2 separate regions of the Drosophila melanogaster genome follow, and region 1 is linked to region 2. A link is a contact called in public Hi-C data. All regions are on one chromosome and are shown on one strand. The core of a region is the stretch at or near the end of the contact, and the rest is flanking DNA. Distances in the headings are between cores, read along the strand shown. Region 1 holds the start of CG14882. Region 2 holds the start of srp (serpent).

Region 1 (4,170 bases), core at 1,046-3,545, 460 kb before region 2:
TTGATCGATTCGTAATTATATTAGTATACACTAAAAGAATTGGCTCTATTTCAATTAAACTTAAACGTAGATAAAATACAAAATGCATATTATTGTGCAAGGTCAAAACGACTTGCCAAAATAAACGTAAACAGTATAATAAATAAAAAGATCTAGATATTTAGAGAAGCGGAGAAACAATAACGATACATTAGCGCTTTACCAATCGGTTAAATTCAAAGAGCAAACCCTACTATACGTTTTATGTTTTATGTGTGCACGTTTAATTTGCTTGAAACCTAAGTCGTAATCTATATTCTACCATTATTTAGATATATTTTGCAATTTACCACTTAAGTCAATTTTATACACAGACCCAAATCCATTTAGTACACGTAGTCGTCCCCATCCACTTCGATCATTGAAGATGGCCCTCACAATTGTATGTATTTAGTTTACCTTGCACTGTAATTTTTATTTTGTGTTGTTAAATATATCGTTATTTACTTATTCGACCAAAGCTTTCTGTTTTATAATTATTTACATTGAGGCTGCAGTTAAAATAATAGCAATTGATTTACAAACATCTGAGTGCAAATACTTGCATACATTAGCTACTCAAATGAGCAGTGGAAGTGGTTCCTTTGCTACACTTATTTTCAATTATGAAAATAAACGACCTTAACCGTACGTAAAAACAACAAACACACTAAAAATTCAAATTTTCTGTAAGAGTTACAAACGACTAATATATTAAGGTATTTATTTATAGGGCTTAATTAATGAAGCTTTTATTTTGACTGCACCTAAGACTTGTCCATTACAGCCAAACATCCTCGCGGTATTTGTCCTGCTTCCTCAGTTTTTTTAACAGCTGCGAAGCTTCTTCTTCAGTGAGATGCATAGCCTTCTGCAAGCAACGACTTAAAACACCTGCAATGGACTGCGAAATCTTGGCGCCATCGGCACAAATGTACAACACAGTCTCTGACTTCATCAGGAACTCGACCAGATCCTCACAGTCCTCCTCCAACATATGTTGCACGTAGCTGGGGGATTCGCCTCGCGAGTAACACATCCGTAGGCGCTCGAGCAACGAAGATTCCTGCCACTCCATTAGTTTTTCACGCTTAAGAACTGCTTCTGGGGTCTTGGCACCAATGTAGAGCCAGGATTGCCCGCTTGGCTGTTGCGGCTGCTGTTTTATAAGCTCTTCCTTGTGGGCTAAGAATCCAAGAAAAGGCGCCAGACCTGTGCCAACAGCAATAAGTATTTGGTTTCTGCCCACATCCCGCTCTGTGTAACGGAATAGGTTGCTCATTCGTGGGTAGATAACTACTTTTTTGGAATGCTCCGGACTGCTTTGCTGTGCAGCCGCCTCCAACATGCTGGTTGTGACTCCAGGTTTGAGGCTGAGCAGCGAGTAGATAACGCGAAGTTCGCGATTACTAGCCTCCAAGGGACTGTTGGCAATGGAGTACGGTCGCGGCAGCAGCCGTGGCAAGTGCTCTGCCAGGAATGCCAGTGGTGGCCTGCAGTTGACGCACACTTCAAGAATGTCTATGAAAAGCAGGCCTTGCTCTAATATCAGCGATTGGTAGTACTCGGTGGCCTGTTTAGAGGACAGACAGGACAGGAAACAACGCTCTTTGTCATCGCTTGTAAATCCGGCCAGGGCGCTGAGGAGCTGCTTCTGCGGAACAAAATTAAGGGAGAGGCAGTGGGTAAGGATCTCCCGGGGAGTAGTAGTTGCTGGAATGTGGGCGGGTAGCTTAGCATTCTTATTGGCGCAGTTGAACACCAACTTTAAGTGGCAAGTGGTGTCGGCCTGGTCTAACAGTTCCAGCCGATGGAGCAGACTTTCCACTTGTTCGAGTTTATTAGCAGGCAAAATTCCAATGGTATCCCCGGGCTGGTAATCGAACGTGGACTCCAGAGTCAGCTCCACCACGCGTTTTGTCTCTGTAGCCTTATCAGCAGACACGAGCACCTTGCTCTCCTTTATCTCCACTGAACTTGGCTGGAAATCAGGGCGGGCGAATGGGAACTTTAAAATATCGCAGCATTTAAGTTGGCCGCATGTTTCGGTGGGTCTCTACAAAGATAGGCTTGAAAAGGCTATTCTCACGGTAGCTCCTAACTCACCTGCTCTTCGTCCGTGAAACACAACTCCAGATTACCGACCAGCGGCTTGGCGGGGATGTATTCACTCAATTTATAAGCTCCTAAGTCCATTTTTCCCGTATTTACCAATTCGCATGGGCAGCAGTCAAATCGTTAACAAGCGGTAGTGTTGGAAAGAGTTTATTTACAGCTTCCCTTATCAAGGGAAGCTGTAAAAGATTAAATGTTTATTTTAAATTGGTCTTCATCTTTGCCAAATACAACATTAAGGATTATCCTTAAATTATTTGTTTTAAAAATTATCTGTACCTAACATTTCTTAGCTTGGGAAGGTACCTAATCAGAAACCTACCTTTGTCAACACTGTACGACATCGGTGTTATCGATATGCACAGTTATCGTTAGCATGAGGAGCTTTATTTGTTGCTGAACAACAAACCGAAATCTCCAGTAAATTCGGTAAGGATCAATTTTAAAAAGAATGGCAGGCAACGCCAACAGTGACGACGAATTCCATGATGCGATCGGGGAGGAGATAACCGAAAAAGAGGCCACCAGCACGCGGCAGAGCGAAAAGGACGTGGATGAGATCGTGGAGAAGCAAAACCAGCTGGCGTTGGATGACGAAGCGGAACAGGGCGCGGCTGGTGGAGATTCCATCGCGACACCAACGACAGTGGACTCTGAGCTAACCATTGAGGAGTTGCGCGAACGGGAGAAGGATCTCAGCCCAGAGCAGCTGACAGCTAACAAAGAAAAGGCCGATAAGCTGAAAGTTGAGGGCAACGAGTTGTTCAAAAATGACGACGCCGAAGGCGCCGCCAAGACCTACACAGAAGCCTTAGACATTTGCCCCTCGGCCAGCTCCAAGGAGCGAGCAGTTCTCTACGGAAACAGGGCTGCTGCCAAGATTAAGCTGGAGGCCAACAAAGCGGCCATCGACGACTGCACAAAGGCTATAGAACTGTGGCCGGAGTATGTGAGGGTGCTTTTAAGGTCTTTATTTTAATATCTCCCTTAAAATTTCTAAAGTCTAATTACATCTTACAGGCGCGCCAAGCTCTATGAGCAAGAAGACAAGCCCGACGAGGCTCTGGAGGACTACAAAAAAGTTACTGAGATCGATCCCGGTCAGCAGGAGGCTCGCGAGGCTCAGATTCGGCTGCCGCCAATTATAAACGAGCGCAACGAGAAGCTCAAAAACGAGATGATGTCCAGCTTAAAGGACCTGGGCAACATGATACTCAAACCGTTCGGACTGTCTACACAGAATTTCCAAATGCAACAGGATCCCAACACGGGCTCGTATTCCATCAACTTTAAATAAAAACCTAGCTAGCTAATGCTCTGCAGATCAACAAATAAAGCCGTATTCGTGGATGATGTGTAAAATAATAGTCAAACTGTAGCAAAACGTATCAAATTCAGTTCTCGTACATTTTCACCTCTGTAGAATATGCAAATGTGAACCCATTTTCATAACAAACGGTACCAAAAAAATCCATTAATTATATTTAATGTAAAATGCATGGTGTGATATGCTATTAATATATGAGGTTTGTTCCAAATTTTACTGTCTGGTTTTACAAAATTCAAACGGTTCTTTTGAGAGGTTTTTAAAAGTCGTGAACCAGTCGCAGTTCTCATGCAATCACAACAAAATAGCCACTTGTCATCTCTGTTACTTCGATACCGATAACCATAAATATGGGCGGAAGCAACAGCTGACTGTGACACTTGTGTTCCCCGTGAAGAAGAAGAGCAATTTGTTGGAAAAAATCGCCATTCGCAAATTACAATATTAGATTCGTGCAATCGCAGGCATTAGGTGCCCCCTTATTGTGGGCCAACCCAGTGGCGTGACCGTGAGCAGTAGTGCATGCAAAGATCCAAGAGAACAGCGCTCCCGCACTCCTCCTTACCCTGATATGAGAGCAGTCAGGCGGATCGTGGCCAGTTGATTCCATCCTAGTTGCCAACATGTTCCGGAGTCGCAGCTGGTTTGGCGGACCCTGGGGTGGGCGGCCCAAAAACCGCTTGTCGCTGGAGCACCTTAAGTACCTGTAC
Region 2 (4,279 bases), core at 492-2,991:
CCCAAAAGTAAATCCCACTTGTTTGCGGATGCATTTCGCTATGGAGATGCACGTGTCAGGGGAGTCGGATGGCTGTGTGGGATGCATCCAGGGTTTCCCTGGAAAATCACTGGCTGAACAACAAAAGGCAATTGTCGGTTAACTACGACAATTCGCTTGACTATAATATGTGTGTGGTTATACAATATATATATATATATATATTTTTTTTGTATAATTAATTTTCAATATGGCTGACCTATGGCAGGAAGTCATGTGTGTATAGCAATGAATTTATGGGTACATAGTATAAGGCCCCACTACATTTATTTCATTTGTTTTGAAATTCTTTTCTTAAATGCTTATTTTTCTTGAATAATTTTTTCTTTTCATTTTTTCCCCACATACATATATTATACATATACATACAAGTCGATGTTGATAAGGCCTCGTTGTTGTCGTCGCCACAACTCAACGACCGCAGGGCCAAGTGGATCGGCAGCGGTACCATGGAACGGGACCCATCGTTTGGACTCGCATTTTGTTTTTCAGTCGTTTCAACCTCCTTATATATTTATATATATATACACATACATATATATAAAATATATACTCGGGCACGCATATGGGCACTTGCTGGGTGCCACTGCCTGGAGCTGTAAGGCAATGCCCCACCCCTTGGCTGGACGGGATCCGGAGTTTTGTGCTTTTTGGGTTCGTTGATCGTCATGCTGGTTTCTCGTAATCGACATAATTTTCCCTACTTTTCCCTGTCGGTCCCTTTTCAATTCCTTAAATTTTCTTAGACACTTTTTGCTTGGATGCATTCCACAACATTTAATAATCTTACTGCGACTTGAACTGAAATATTTATTCTTAGAAACCATTTTAAGCCTAAAACTCATTAAAATCATGACTGTTTGCAAAAAATGAATACAATGACTCATAATAATACGTACACTATGTCTTCCCAAGAGTTGTGACTAAACATTATGTGACATTTATTTATGTACATATGTAGCTTCATTTAGCACATATGCAACATTCCATTAGTATTATTTATGTTAGTTAAGACAATTGAGAGCAACTTCCCCCGAAGGCCAACAAATCGTCTGGTGAAACTTACCAAGTTGTCCATGGCCAGATTCCCATGCATATTCCGACAGCGATTGAAAATCCATTGTGGCTAGGTCCAGAATCGAGTGCTCGGATCCGTTGCGCTCATTATGAGGGGCGTTCGTTCGGCCCATGTGGTTTTCATCGATGATGACCGAGCCGCGGACATCTGGGCATCTGGCGATCTCAGGCGCTAAGCAAGCGTTAAATTTTCGGTTTCGATACTGTCCGGACTTTGAGGGGGCGTTAACCCGGCAAATGAAAGTGTCACACAGGTCACGCCGACGGATCACAACTCTTTCGGGGAACGATGAGGAGGCGGGTGGTGGCTTTTCCGGGCGCCCAACCGTCGATTATGTTGGTTAAACTCACGTCGCTTTTGTGGTTAAACACACGTTTGAAGGATTTCCCTTGCGCCGGCGCAACTTTCCTCACATTTTTCCACGCTCAAAGGGTTTTCTTCGGTTTCACGCCCAACAGATCACGGTGATAATCGCCGGGACACGACCCACGAATCCGCACCGGTGTGCCGGATGCAATCGATAGGATGGGATGGCACGGGATGGGTTCGGTTGGGAGTGGACCCGACCAGACCCGCATCCGAGCTCCGACCTACTACTACAACTTTTCAAATGCTACTCGGCCGGGAGCCACCCAAAGCAATGCGAGTAAAATATTCTTGATTAAAACTTATCAGAGCACATTTCATATCACCTTTTCAAAAACGCAACAACAGCAAAGTAACGATTGTACTTATTATCGGCGACGCAACCGTCGAACTCATTGCGCCGTGTACTCGGTACTTTGGCGTAGTTTGGCTGTCGCCGGTTCCGCTGATTGGACGCCGCCAAGATATGGCTATCTGAGCCGGGCCCGATTCCGATTCCACGATTGCCAGCCCCACAGGCGCCATCTCCGCCGCATGGACGCCACACGGGAGCGAGCAGGACGCTGGCACAGATAGAGCGAGAGGCAGGGTGGGCGATACCAAAACACGATTTGATTAAGTTGCATCACGCGTCGGTCGCGCGACTATCCTTATCGGGGCAACTCTCGCTCTCCGACTTGGTGAGTATATGCCATAGGTCCTTATCATCTGGCCTGCTTTGGCCAGATTTGATTTGGTGACGACAGCATTCGGAATCTGGCCACTATAGCGGAATGTACATAAGTTCCTGTTTCGAATGCTTACCAAACAGTAGAGAAAGGATCTTTAACCAACTTACTAAAAAAAAATATATATAAATTCCCCCAGATCCAATCCTGTAAATACCCAATTTCTAATTATTTCTCAAAGATACAAGCTCTTCCAAACTAATCTTTTTCTAAATCAAAAATATAAGTTCCTAATATAAATCCCACTTTTCTCTTTTATATCTAAGATATTTTCCGGTTTAGTAAAGATGGTTTATGAAAGATATAACATTTTTTTTGCGCTCAATAAATAGAGACTGATCTACATTAAACCAAACCGATAACAAAGCCTGGCAGACGACCTTGCCTATCTATGGCACTCCTACTATTCTCCCTACACACCCCCCCTTTCGATGAAGTTTATGATGAAGTTTATTTCCCACCAGGGAAATGCCAAAGAGTCTGGTAATTTTAAAAAACTAAAAAGCAAGCACGTTTCCAAAAAAAAACGATAAAAAAATGTAAAGATATTCCTATCTAATAGCAAAATGCCGGCTCTTATGACGTCACGCGTCGTGATAAGAGAACCAGTAATCAAGAAACAATAACAAAAAGCTGAGAACAAACATATTGCAAACAGAAACATTGATAAAACCAGACGAATCAGAAGCAAGGAGCGGGTGACGAGGCGAAAACAATGCTGGCGAGATAAGGAGGTAAATAACCTGGCGGAAAACTTTAAGTCGGCGCCTCGCCGGGCAGACCAAGATCCGACCCAGCCAGTAGGGAGAGGAGGAGGCCCTGGCCACAGGGTGCGGGTCACCCATGCGGGGAGGAGTCGAGGAGGAGACATTGCGATAAGGATGCAAGGGTGCGGGTGCGGGTGCTGGACTATCAGTAGTAGCAGTAGCAAAGTCCGGAAGATGCCTTGTGGTCAGAAGATAAAAGGCCAAAGTGAGTGGGTAAGAGAAAAGGGAATGCACTGAGAAGAATGCAGAGGCAAAGATTGTAAGATACTATTAATAACCTATTTTAATAACCTATTATCTTGTCATCATGTTATTTTAGATACTATTACTACATTTCATTTAAACTATCCTGCTACGTTTAGCTTTAATCATGTACAGAATTTCATATTTGAAATCTGTATAAGATCTGGTATATTTTTTCTCGCAGTGTTATATAGCGAGTGGAAAATCGTAGCTTATCAGCCACCGACTTTAACTCGGGACTTGCTTTTGTTTTGTTTGAGCTGACTCTTATAATACAATTTAATAATGACCATTATAAAGAAACTGGGGAAGACGGGCATTACTACGGGCCAGAGATAAGGCCATCCTGTACCACGCACCGAATCCCTCGTACTGCTGCAGGAATTATTATTGTTTTGGAGTATTGAGACACAGACTCCATTACGATCGGGTCGCGTTTAGCACCCCTCGTAGACATAAATAATCTACTCCATGGATGGATGGTGTGCCCATGCCATAATCCGCAGCCATTTCATCGTGACGAAGCACAGATAAGCCGGGTTTTGTATTAATCGAAAGCAAACCAAATTGAAAACTAAATCGGGTATGCTGTGTGGTGGTAAGGGGTCAACTAACTATATTTACTAGCTGGGGCACTTTTAATGGGCTGACACAACTGATAGCCCCATCAAATTTCAAGGTACTAGGGTCACAGCCGACCAGATTCCGAATGAGAACGACGGAAAGTACATAAATATTCCTCTTTCGCCAGTCGAGCAAATAGCTCTTCTGATAAATGAAACACAAAATCGATTTCAGCCGATCGATCTGATAAATCGTGGCAATATGAACACATTAGTCAATAAAATGAGCCGTGACTATGGAAACAATTGGTCAGGGTGAAATTAGGTGTCTTATTGTGAGGGACAGAAGTAAATATTTAGTAAGCAAATTATGCACTCAAACATTAATTTTTCAGGGCAAACAATTGTATTTGCCATTGCTGATAAGACTATTTAAAAACATCAAAATTTGAATTCTTTCTTTTGGTCTCTCTGTATTCTCGATACACTGAAAAC

Evidence for each region. Hi-C and Micro-C count contacts between places; a contact is called where the count stands out from the background.
Region 1: a Hi-C map of the Kc167 cell line shows a contact between it and region 2, with 2.9 times the contacts expected there. A contact is called at or near these places in 8 of 107 Hi-C or Micro-C datasets (the Kc167 cell line, the S2 cell line, cellular blastoderm embryo and 2 more).

What each region holds. Positions count from the first base shown.
Region 1 is chr3R:16,441,332-16,445,501 of dm6, reverse strand. It overlaps CG14882, which reads right to left and starts at 2,295. Exons shown (of 2, transcript NM_001275708.1): 1 at 2,125-2,295; 2 at 492-2,074. The coding sequence starts at 2,214. The coding sequence ends at 800. It overlaps Ttc1 (Tetratricopeptide repeat domain 1), which reads left to right and starts at 2,495. Exons shown (of 2, transcript NM_001275707.1): 1 at 2,495-3,099; 2 at 3,154-3,659. The coding sequence starts at 2,585. The coding sequence ends at 3,430. ema (endosomal maturation defective) reads left to right here and starts at 3,841. Exons shown (of 11, transcript NM_142285.2): 1 at 3,841-4,170. The coding sequence starts at 4,084. Pak3 (Pak3,) reads left to right here. Exons shown (of 2, transcript NM_169719.3): 2 at 1-495.
Region 2 is chr3R:15,983,614-15,987,892 of dm6, reverse strand. srp (serpent) reads right to left here and starts at 1,741. Exons shown (of 8, transcript NM_001275690.1): 1 at 1,106-1,741. lncRNA:CR44133 (long non-coding RNA:CR44133) reads right to left here and starts at 1,712. Exons shown (of 2, transcript NR_074017.1): 1 at 1,106-1,712.